Linked DNA regions of Triticum aestivum: region 2 is linked to region 1. The links are chromatin contacts, called in public Hi-C maps. All regions are on one chromosome and are shown on one strand. The core of a region is the stretch at or near the end of the contact, and the rest is flanking DNA. Distances in the headings are between cores, read along the strand shown. Region 1 holds the start of LOC123105344 (probable aldehyde oxidase 2). Region 2 holds the start of LOC123107964 (blue copper protein 1a-like).

Region 1 (4,818 bases), core at 883-3,382:
ACCGACGAAACCCTAACGACAGATTGGTGATGAACAAAGAAAGGCTTACTGGAGCTGGTAGAACAGCGGAGTAGCATCGCGGTTCTTTGGTCTGCTCAGGGCGATGCAACGGCCGGAGTTGAGGTCGAGACAGAGGTCGACGGCGGCGAGGTTCGTGCAGGACATCGCGGTGCAAGGAGGAAGAAAGAAGAAGGAGAAGAATGGAAGATGGCTTTCGGGTCCTATTTATAAGGAGACAGGAAACAGGCAGGCGCGAAATACGAGGAGGCCAAATGATAGTTATCCAGCTAATTGGACGCCTTGACTTTCGGGAAGACATTAAGATAAAGATTCGTTAAAGATGACCTCGTGGCGGGTTTCCGAAATTCTTGGAAGATGACATCATGGCGGGTTACAAGGTTTTTGCAGCGGATATGGAAGGATTTTTCTAAGTCTTGAAGGTTGACATGAACAAGTCCAAATCAACCTCGGGCCTAATGTTGGGGATATAACTATTAGGTATGACCTGCACATGAGGGGTCGGGTCAACCCTATGAAGATTCATCACAATGAAGCCCAAGGTCACATGGTGATTCATAGATAGGCTTAGTAGAGGGCCCAGACCCAAAGGCGGCTTAAGGCCTATGAGTATAAACCGCCATGAATGTAAACTTGTATTGTAAGGCATATGTGAAAGGTCACCGAGCCGGATACGTTGTATAAGCCGGCCGGGACTCTGAGGGTTGCAGGTCGTCAACCCGTGTATATAAGGGGACGACCTAGCGGCGCTTAGGACAAGAAACAACAGATCGAGAGCCGGGTCAAGCGTATTCACTCCCTACTCGTCGAAACCCTAGCAATACCAACTACAAACTGGACTAGGCTTTTACCTTCATCGTAAGGGGCCGAACCAGTATAAATTTTCCATGTCCTTTGTCCTGATTAACCCCTTTAAGCTAACCTCAACGCGATGGCTCCACGACTAAGTCCTCACACTAGGACATCTGCCGTGACAATTCCACGACAGGCAGGCTGCGTTGCAGTCCATGTGCTGCCACCGCGGGATGCTGGTGGAGCCCGACGAGGACGAGCGGCTTCTCACTTGGGTCTACCACTGGTCCCTCATGATGGCGGAGACGGACGCTCGTCGCCTACGGTGAAAGAACACGAAGGCACGCTGGCTTGCCATAGAGCAGTCGGAGCGCGAGGCGAATGAGGCAGCGACAGATGCGGCTCGGTTGGCTAAGATAAAGCGGCAATAGGACATGTTCATCTGGCGACTAAAGGGGCTCATTGTCCTCTCCGACGACTCCGACGAAGACGGCGACGACCACAGCTCCTCCGCCGATGACTCCGATGATCAACCACCTGCAGCCGACGCCTACAGCTACACTGGCGATCAAAAGGGCAAAGACCCGGCGAGAAAGTGGCGAATCTCTGTCGTCTCCCTAGTTAACTTCTAGTTATCTATGTCTCTAGTTGTCGTTTGTGGATTATGTGAACTTTGAGTAGCTTTTGGAGATCCGTCTGTGATCTTTGGTGATCGGAATGTGCATATGTAGCCCCGTTTCATGGTCTATGCAATGACCTATGTAATTTATCTTTACATTGCATGAGTAATGGAATATAAGATATCAGATACGAGGAGTATGAATATGGAGGACCTAAATTGAGAAGTGCCCGATCAATGTCCACAGACACGTCCGAACGCGTCCCCGGGTGTTTGAGGGACCGAATTTGCTAAGTCAGGCCGCTCTAAAGCATAAACAAACAAGAGCAAAATGAAGCAAATCTTGCCTGCTACTCACGCCTTGGCATACTAAATATTATTATCACCTTTCCCATCCGTTTGATCGCTTGCGTGGAGGCTAGAGAGTGGAGTAGGAGTACTGCTAGTACAAGAGCGGAAAAGGTTGACGAGCAGCTAGCATCATAGCACATGCAATGTACCCATACAGCGTGCATCGGCCTCGATCGCTCCGTTGCACCGAGCGCACACGATCCATCGCCGATCTCAAATCCACCGCGCCCATTTCTCCCCGGCCTCCACGTGAACCGGAGTACGTGCGCGCTGAGCGCACGCCCACGCCATCTCCCGTCGCTTTGCCCCCGTCCAACGTCTCTGCATAGCTAGCAACTAATCGTAGCCAAGATCCTCTAGCAAAGCCCCCGTATAAAGGATAGAGGTATGGCCACCGGCCTCGGCGCACTTGCTGAGTGGTGCACCTGGATCCAGGACGAAGCTGTGGGTCGTGGAAGAGAGAGAGAGAGAGAGAGAGAGAGAGAGAGATGGGGTCGCTGGGGAAGGATGCGGCGACGGCGGGGGAGCGGGTGGTGCTGGCGGTGAACGGCGTGCGGCGCGAGGCGGCCGGCGTGGACCCATCGACGACGCTGCTGGAGTTCCTCCGCACGCGCACGCCCGTCCGGGGGCCCAAGCTCGGCTGCGGCGAAGGTGAGCACCACCAGCCGGCCCTCCACTCCATTAGCTAGCTCGGTTTAATCCTTGCAGTTTCGATCGTTTAGAATCTTATTCGGATGAACAGCCCAAAGCCCTCGAACCGACGAGTCGATGGGAGTTGATCTGCCATCGTTTTCAGTTTACCGACCGACCGGATTCCTGCTCCTGGATCGCTTGGTCGTCGTCGATCTCTACGCACGCGCTCCACACGCGCGCGCGTAGGCGTATGGAATCAAACCACGAAACACACAGGAATGGAGATGGAAAATAGGTGGCGGTAGGAGTTTCTGTACACGTGCACGTAGGCACCACGGCACATACATACATAGACATATCCACAGTACCCACTCTTGGGCCATCAACCACATCGGTGCTGCTTCTTCTCTTCATTTTCTGCTACTCCCTAATACCATACCTACGGTACGTAGCTACCAGCGCTACCGCTCGTTCATCACGAACCACAAAAAATGTCGATGGCTCATCGCTTTCTCCTCCTCGGCACATACCGACCCTAGCCAGGACCCATCATATCCGTGTGGAGTACATTATGTTTCTTCTCTTCTTTTGGTGCTGGCTGGCCAGCTATCGTTATACACTTAGCTCATTCATCAACGCACCACAAGTCCACAACTATTCATGTCGGGGCACTTGTTCCTTGCACCTTCCAGCTAGCTGCTCTCAACACTTTGATGCACCTCCAATCAAAGAGGTTATTTCAAGTGTGTTGACGTATAAATGCATAGCCCACTTTTTCCCATCAGCTTAAGATTTTTGATGAACTGACTGGTGCGTGCAGTTTTACAAAGTGCACTCACTAGCGATGCTAAGTGGGAGACTTTCTATCTTTCACTTTAAGTTCGGGATAACATAGAATTAAGAAAATGATAGGCCGAAGCATTTTTTTTTGAAACAAGTTAGGCCGAAGCATTGGTACTTTACACTTCAATCGGGCATGATGGAGTGAAAAGGCCGGATACGCTAGCTGCCGATCTGCTTTTCTCCCAGTGGAGCAGGCATGCATGCAGCGCGAACTAACCTATCCCAAATTATTGGACCTAATATATTCTCCGATGTGCAATTATTTATCTTTTGTTGTTACGTGGTCAGGTCCCATATGCTGCAGCTAACCAAACCATCTTTAGAAAACTCTGGCACGCGTATCAGTTTGCTACATATACAGCGACAGTGTTTCAGACTTTCGGTGGCATGCTTTGGCCCATATCATTGTACCAGATGCGTGTCCTTCTTATATTGATATAATATACTTGGAGTATGACTTTAGGAAAACAGACCACTAATCAGACCATATAGGCAGGCTCCCCACACAAAATTTGACGAGAAACTCTCCCTCCGTCCCATAATATAAGAACATGTAGTAATCGTAATCCGTAACAAACCGCATAGAGTGAATTAGTACAGATTAGATATGCCATGACTATGGAATTAAGAAATAGTCTTGTTCACCTTAAACCGGGAGCCGTCGATGGAAGTATCATTGACAACTTAGATCAAAAGTATTACACCAACTCATCATTATTTTGGTGGAATAGTAATGGTGCAGATGCAAAGTACAATGAGCTAACATACATAAATAAACAAAAACAATATAATCATCAATTTTTATATTAAATGCATACGTTCCCTTTTAAGAAAGCAAAAGAAACGACATTTTATTAAAGAAAAGTATCACATAAAAAACAATTTCTTTAAGTACTGAAAAAACAACTTCAAGTATGCATAATGAACTAGTAAGAGTGCTCCCTCTATAAACTAATATAGATCTTTTAGATCACTACTTTAGTGATCTAAAAGATCTTATATTAGTTTACGGTGGGAGTACTTAATTATGAGACAATGATTAACATAGTCAAGGGAGGTGACAATTGTTCACAACCATCGGATAGATACTTAACAAAATTGGATTAAAAGATTTGGACGACTCAAATTAAAAATGTCCCAAGTAACACATGCTTTTCAAATCGGTATAATACATACACAAATGTACAATATGTCAACTGCTAAATATGTGCATCTTTTGGTCGTGGCCTTGGCATTCTTTTGTTGTGGGTGATAGCTCCACCACTTGCCTCCATGAATATTAAACCATAAAAGAAATCTTAAAATACCGTCAAAAACACTCTTATGTTATGGGACCGAGGGAGTATAAGATGTCAAGATATAATTCATTTCTTCTATCTTTGTGCAAACGTTTCATAGAGACATGATAGGTCACAATACTTTTGTCCTTCCCATGAAACTTCAGACATCTAAAAGAACACAAACATATACTCCCTCCGTTCCTAAATACTTGTCTTTCTAGGCATTTCAACAAGTAACTACATACGGAGCAAAATGAGTGAATCTACACTCTAAAATATGTC
Region 2 (4,438 bases), core at 8-2,507, 450 kb before region 1:
ATACCCTAGAAGCTTCAGCGGAGGACAAGAGGATCTATGAGAACCCCACAAGCCAGGGTGGCACGCCCAGGGGGTGGTGCGCCCCCTGACTTGTGGGCCCGTCGTAGCTTCGTTTACCCTAATTTCTGGCCTATAAATTCCCATATATTCTAAAACTCTCGGAGCGAGACCTGAAATAATTCTTCCTTCGCAGCAAGCCTCTGTTCCGAAGAGATCCCATATGGAGCCATGTCCCGGTACTCTGCCCGAGGAGGCTATCTTCATCAACCTTGCTACCTCCACGATGAGTGTAAGTAGTTCCTCCAGGACCTACAGGTCCATAGTAGTAGTTAGATGGCTTTCTCTCTCTCTCTCTATCGCTTGATCTTCAATACAATGATCTCCTCTGAGATCAGTCCGATGTAATCTTTTGGGGTGTGTTTGTTGGGATCCGATGAATTGTGATTACAATCAGATTATTCATTGAAACTATTTGAGTCTCTTGAGATCTATTTGCCGCGTAATTTTATAGCTTTGTATTTCTCTCCTATCTATCCATCTTGGCAAAGTTAGATTGATTTATGTTCAGCAAGAGATGTGCTTTGTAGTAGGTTTCAATCTTGCGGTGATCTTGCCCTGTGACAGAAGGGGCAAATGCACGTACTTGTACTGTTGCTATTAAGGATAAAACGAGGGGGTTCGATCACACTGATTGATATTACTTTGTCTACATTATGTTATCTTGCTTAATGCATTACTTTATTTATCATAAACTTAATAATTTGCATTAGCAATGCCATTAGTCGTTCTTCGGCCACGGGGAGGATACTGTCACATCACCGACGGACCTGGCCGGCCCAACTAGAATAGTTTTTTGTCCCGGGAAACTAAGCTGATAACATGTGTCAGATCAAGACCCCTCTCTCTCTCTCACACATGAAAGCGAAACAGCCCGTGGATGACAAAATTTCGTTTTACACGACAAAACAATTAGCATCTATGTCATGCATGCTGCAGCGTATCCTCTGTTCCGATGAAACCAAGGCAATGCGACACAGATCACATTTGGCGCCACACGGACGAATTCAACTCCCATAGCCATACCATTGCCGCCATTGGCCAGCTGCTGCCGCTGCCTCCGGTCAGGGACAAGACGGGCTCGAGTGCCAACGGTGATTACGACGTATACATACTACGTACTCCGTACCTGATTACTGAGCTCCGTCTCTATACATACATGCAAAGCCAGAGCTAGCAGCACAACACACGATCGACCTGCATCCATCCCATCATCACAGGACCCTTCCCCTTTAGCCACAAGCCAGTCATCTCTCTAGCTTTGCTGCTTACTCAGTCAGTAATGGCGTCCAAGCAGATGCTCGTCGCCGTGTTCGCTGCGGCCGCCCTCGCCGTGGCCTTCCTCCCGGGGCTCGCCGTCGCCACGGAGCACATGGTCGGTGACGACAAGGGCTGGACCCTCAATTTCAACTACTCGGCCTGGGCTGAGACCAAGCAGTTCGTCGCCGGCGACACGCTAGGTACATACCTCCATTAATCCTTTCGGGCCACGCGTACGCTTGATCGCTCCATTTTCTTTGGGACGCGAAACTAATTTCATGCGAATTATATCGATCGCAGTGTTCAAGTACAACAGCCCCGCCCACAACGTGGTGGAGGTGGGCGGGCCGGACTTCCTCAAGTGCAGCCAGCCGGCCAACGCCGTCGTCTTGACCACCGGCGAGGACCGGGTCACGCTCGACAAGGCCGGACGCAAGTGGTTCTTCTGCGGCGTCGGGCAGCACTGCGAGAACGGCATGAAGCTCAAGATCACCATCCTCGAGACCGCCCCGCCGACTCCCCAGCCAGCCCCGCCCCCGACCAACCCTGCTGGCAAGCTGCAGGCGCGCTTCGGTGAGGCAGCGGCCGCGGTCACTGCGGTCGCCATGGCCGTGCTCGTGCTCTAGGCCACCACAGTCCCACTCCATCCTCTTTACACATAGCTAGCTCAGCGATCGAGAGTGTTGCGTTGTGGGTTGGTTTTTGCGCGCGGTCGATCGTGCTGTTATTTTTTATGTTACAACCTTGTGCATTTGTGCCCCTCAAATTTTATTCAATCAAAGATATGTTCCATTTTTCTAGTAAAATATTAGTTTCGTTTGGCCGGCGGGAGGCAGAGAATCCTAAACTTCTTTTGAGGGGAGGCGCGTGATATGCATTTAGTATTTTATATGTACATATATGTTTCCTTGATCAAAGTTACAAACATATAACTTTAAAAAAGGCTTATTGCAAATAGAGTGGCATGTGTCCGCCAATTGTCCTACCCAAAAAGAACTGGCCTAAAATTACACAAATTGGAGGAATGCATCTTTCACCCTCATTGAATCCTTCCAGAAATGGCAATCATTAGGTTTTACTCTAACTAAAGTGAGAGATTTCTGGGTTTATACAAATAAAAGTGATTGTAAAATCCCATTCCGAGGAGGCACCGCTCTTCGTTGTGTTCTTCCACTCTCACTGCTCATTGCCTCTCCTTGTACCAATATTCTGTGCCTCGGGTACTGGTGAGTCCTAGGATCCCGTGCTCCACATACACAAGCTACGAGTCTACTCCGCAGCCCTTAGCTCGAGGGATTACCCACAAATCACGATCGAATGACAAGCAAATTACATTGTATAATTGTGTACTTGGAGATGGATGCTTGCTAGTCTTATAGTGTCGCTGATCGCGATAGAATATTGATCACAAGTAAATTATCTAAAGGAGATGGTGGCTATGGTGATGGACATGGCTATGGATATGGATATGGGAAGAGAGGTTGATGAAGCTTGTGTGGCATCTGGTGAAGGCGAATGAAGGTTGGTGCCTTTCAGGGGACTTCCTTCTCCTTTATACAGTGCAGACAATTGAATAGGGTCCCGAGGCTCTCTGTTGAGAATTAGGTTTGAGCCCTTTGATGGAAGTTGTTCAAATGGCTTCACGGCAATGGCGGAGCCAGGGGTATTCCATGGAATACCAAGGATTTTGGGGCCAAAAAAATTATATATACATATATAGACTGAAATAGCCAAAACCCACTCGACACATGTCCAGGTCCAGCCCACGCAACAACTCAAGGCCTCAAACTGGCCGACTCCAGTCCAGTACGCATCATCTATTCTCCTCTTCTCCCCACGACCTAGCTGCCTGCAGGCTGCAGCCGGCCGAGGCGGCGGTGGATGGCACCCGCAGGAAAGTGGTGGCGGCGGCGCGGCAAGCAAGCAAGTCCGCGAACTGCCACTCCGGGTCCGGCCCTCTGGTCTCCGCCGGTCCCAGGTCACTGCCCTCCGCAGCTCTGCTCTCGGCGCCCGCCATTGCAAAAGCTCCACGAGATCCATCCGCCCAGTTAGGCTTCGTTCGGAATGGATGTATAGAAAACAAATGAATAAAAAGCTTTGTAGGAATCGGGTTGAAGTAACAGTTGGAACGTATGAAACTAGAGACAACGAAACTAAAAATATCTGGAGCGTTCGGTACAAAGGAAATGAAAACAAGGACGTGGATCCCTCCACATCCTAAATTATTGCCATGCAAGACTGAAGCCTCTCATGGTGTGGGTCTCAACTTGCTTTTCGTCAGCCTCACCTCAGGACTCCGTGCAGAAAAAGAGCTCGCACTGGATGTTTGGTTTCCCGTGAAACTGCAGGCTACATAAACTTTCCTATGGAATTCTAGTACTTCATCCCTGCAGACCGAACGCTGCATCAGGGGATCTTTCCTCTGTTTCTTTATTCCTGTACTTTTCCTCCATAAATCCTCCGAACAGAACGCAGCCTTAAATTTATTCTCTGATTTAGAACGGAATAGAAAGGTCAAGAATCAGCCATAGTAATAGTATAATTCTGGCATTATGTTGATGGTTCATGAATCCTTTCCATCTGCCAACTATTAAAATAAAAATCATGATCAAGTAATCATTTAGAAATTTTCAGACATATCAACTATGCAAACAACTTTAAGAGCAGGAGATTTTACTGTTATAAGAATATATTGTCCAGCAAGCTTACTGCATGCAATGCAGCTGTGTATTGTTCTATTTTCAAAAGAAAAAAAACCAAGAAATTATTTATTGGCAAGACCAAAACTCCAAAAGTGCTATTGAATGTGACCACTTGGAGCTTTGCTGGATAGTTCATTGTCAGGCTTTGTACGTGTGTGCATCAGCTACTGATTGCAACTTTGATGAAATTCTAGAATGTATCTGATTTTTTTTCTTATGTTCTTGTAATGTAAGAATTTGCATCATTTCGGACATTTGTGTTTGTTTTCTATTGCATTGAAAAAAAATCTGGCTCCGCCACTTTCTATTGCATTTACAAAAAAAAAAATCGGACATCACTACCAGTTTCTATTGAATTACAAAAACAAATTTGCAATGAATACCCAGGAGCAAATTCCTGGCTCCGCCACTGCTTCACG

What was found. Hi-C and Micro-C count contacts between places; a contact is called where the count stands out from the background.
Region 2: a Hi-C map of leaf shows a contact between it and region 1, with 5 times the contacts expected there. The contact joins the promoter of LOC123107964 here to the promoter of LOC123105344 in region 1. A contact is called at or near these places in 3 of 5 Hi-C or Micro-C datasets (all in leaf).

Annotation. Positions count from the first base shown.
Region 1 is chr5A:614,754,185-614,759,002 of IWGSC CS RefSeq v2.1, reverse strand. LOC123105344 (probable aldehyde oxidase 2) reads left to right here and starts at 2,132. Exons shown (of 8, transcript XM_044527403.1): 1 at 2,132-2,431. The coding sequence starts at 2,269.
Region 2 is chr5A:615,203,112-615,207,549 of IWGSC CS RefSeq v2.1, reverse strand. It overlaps LOC123107964 (blue copper protein 1a-like), which reads left to right and starts at 1,257. Exons shown (of 2, transcript XM_044529840.1): 1 at 1,257-1,517; 2 at 1,618-2,070. The coding sequence starts at 1,340. The coding sequence ends at 1,943.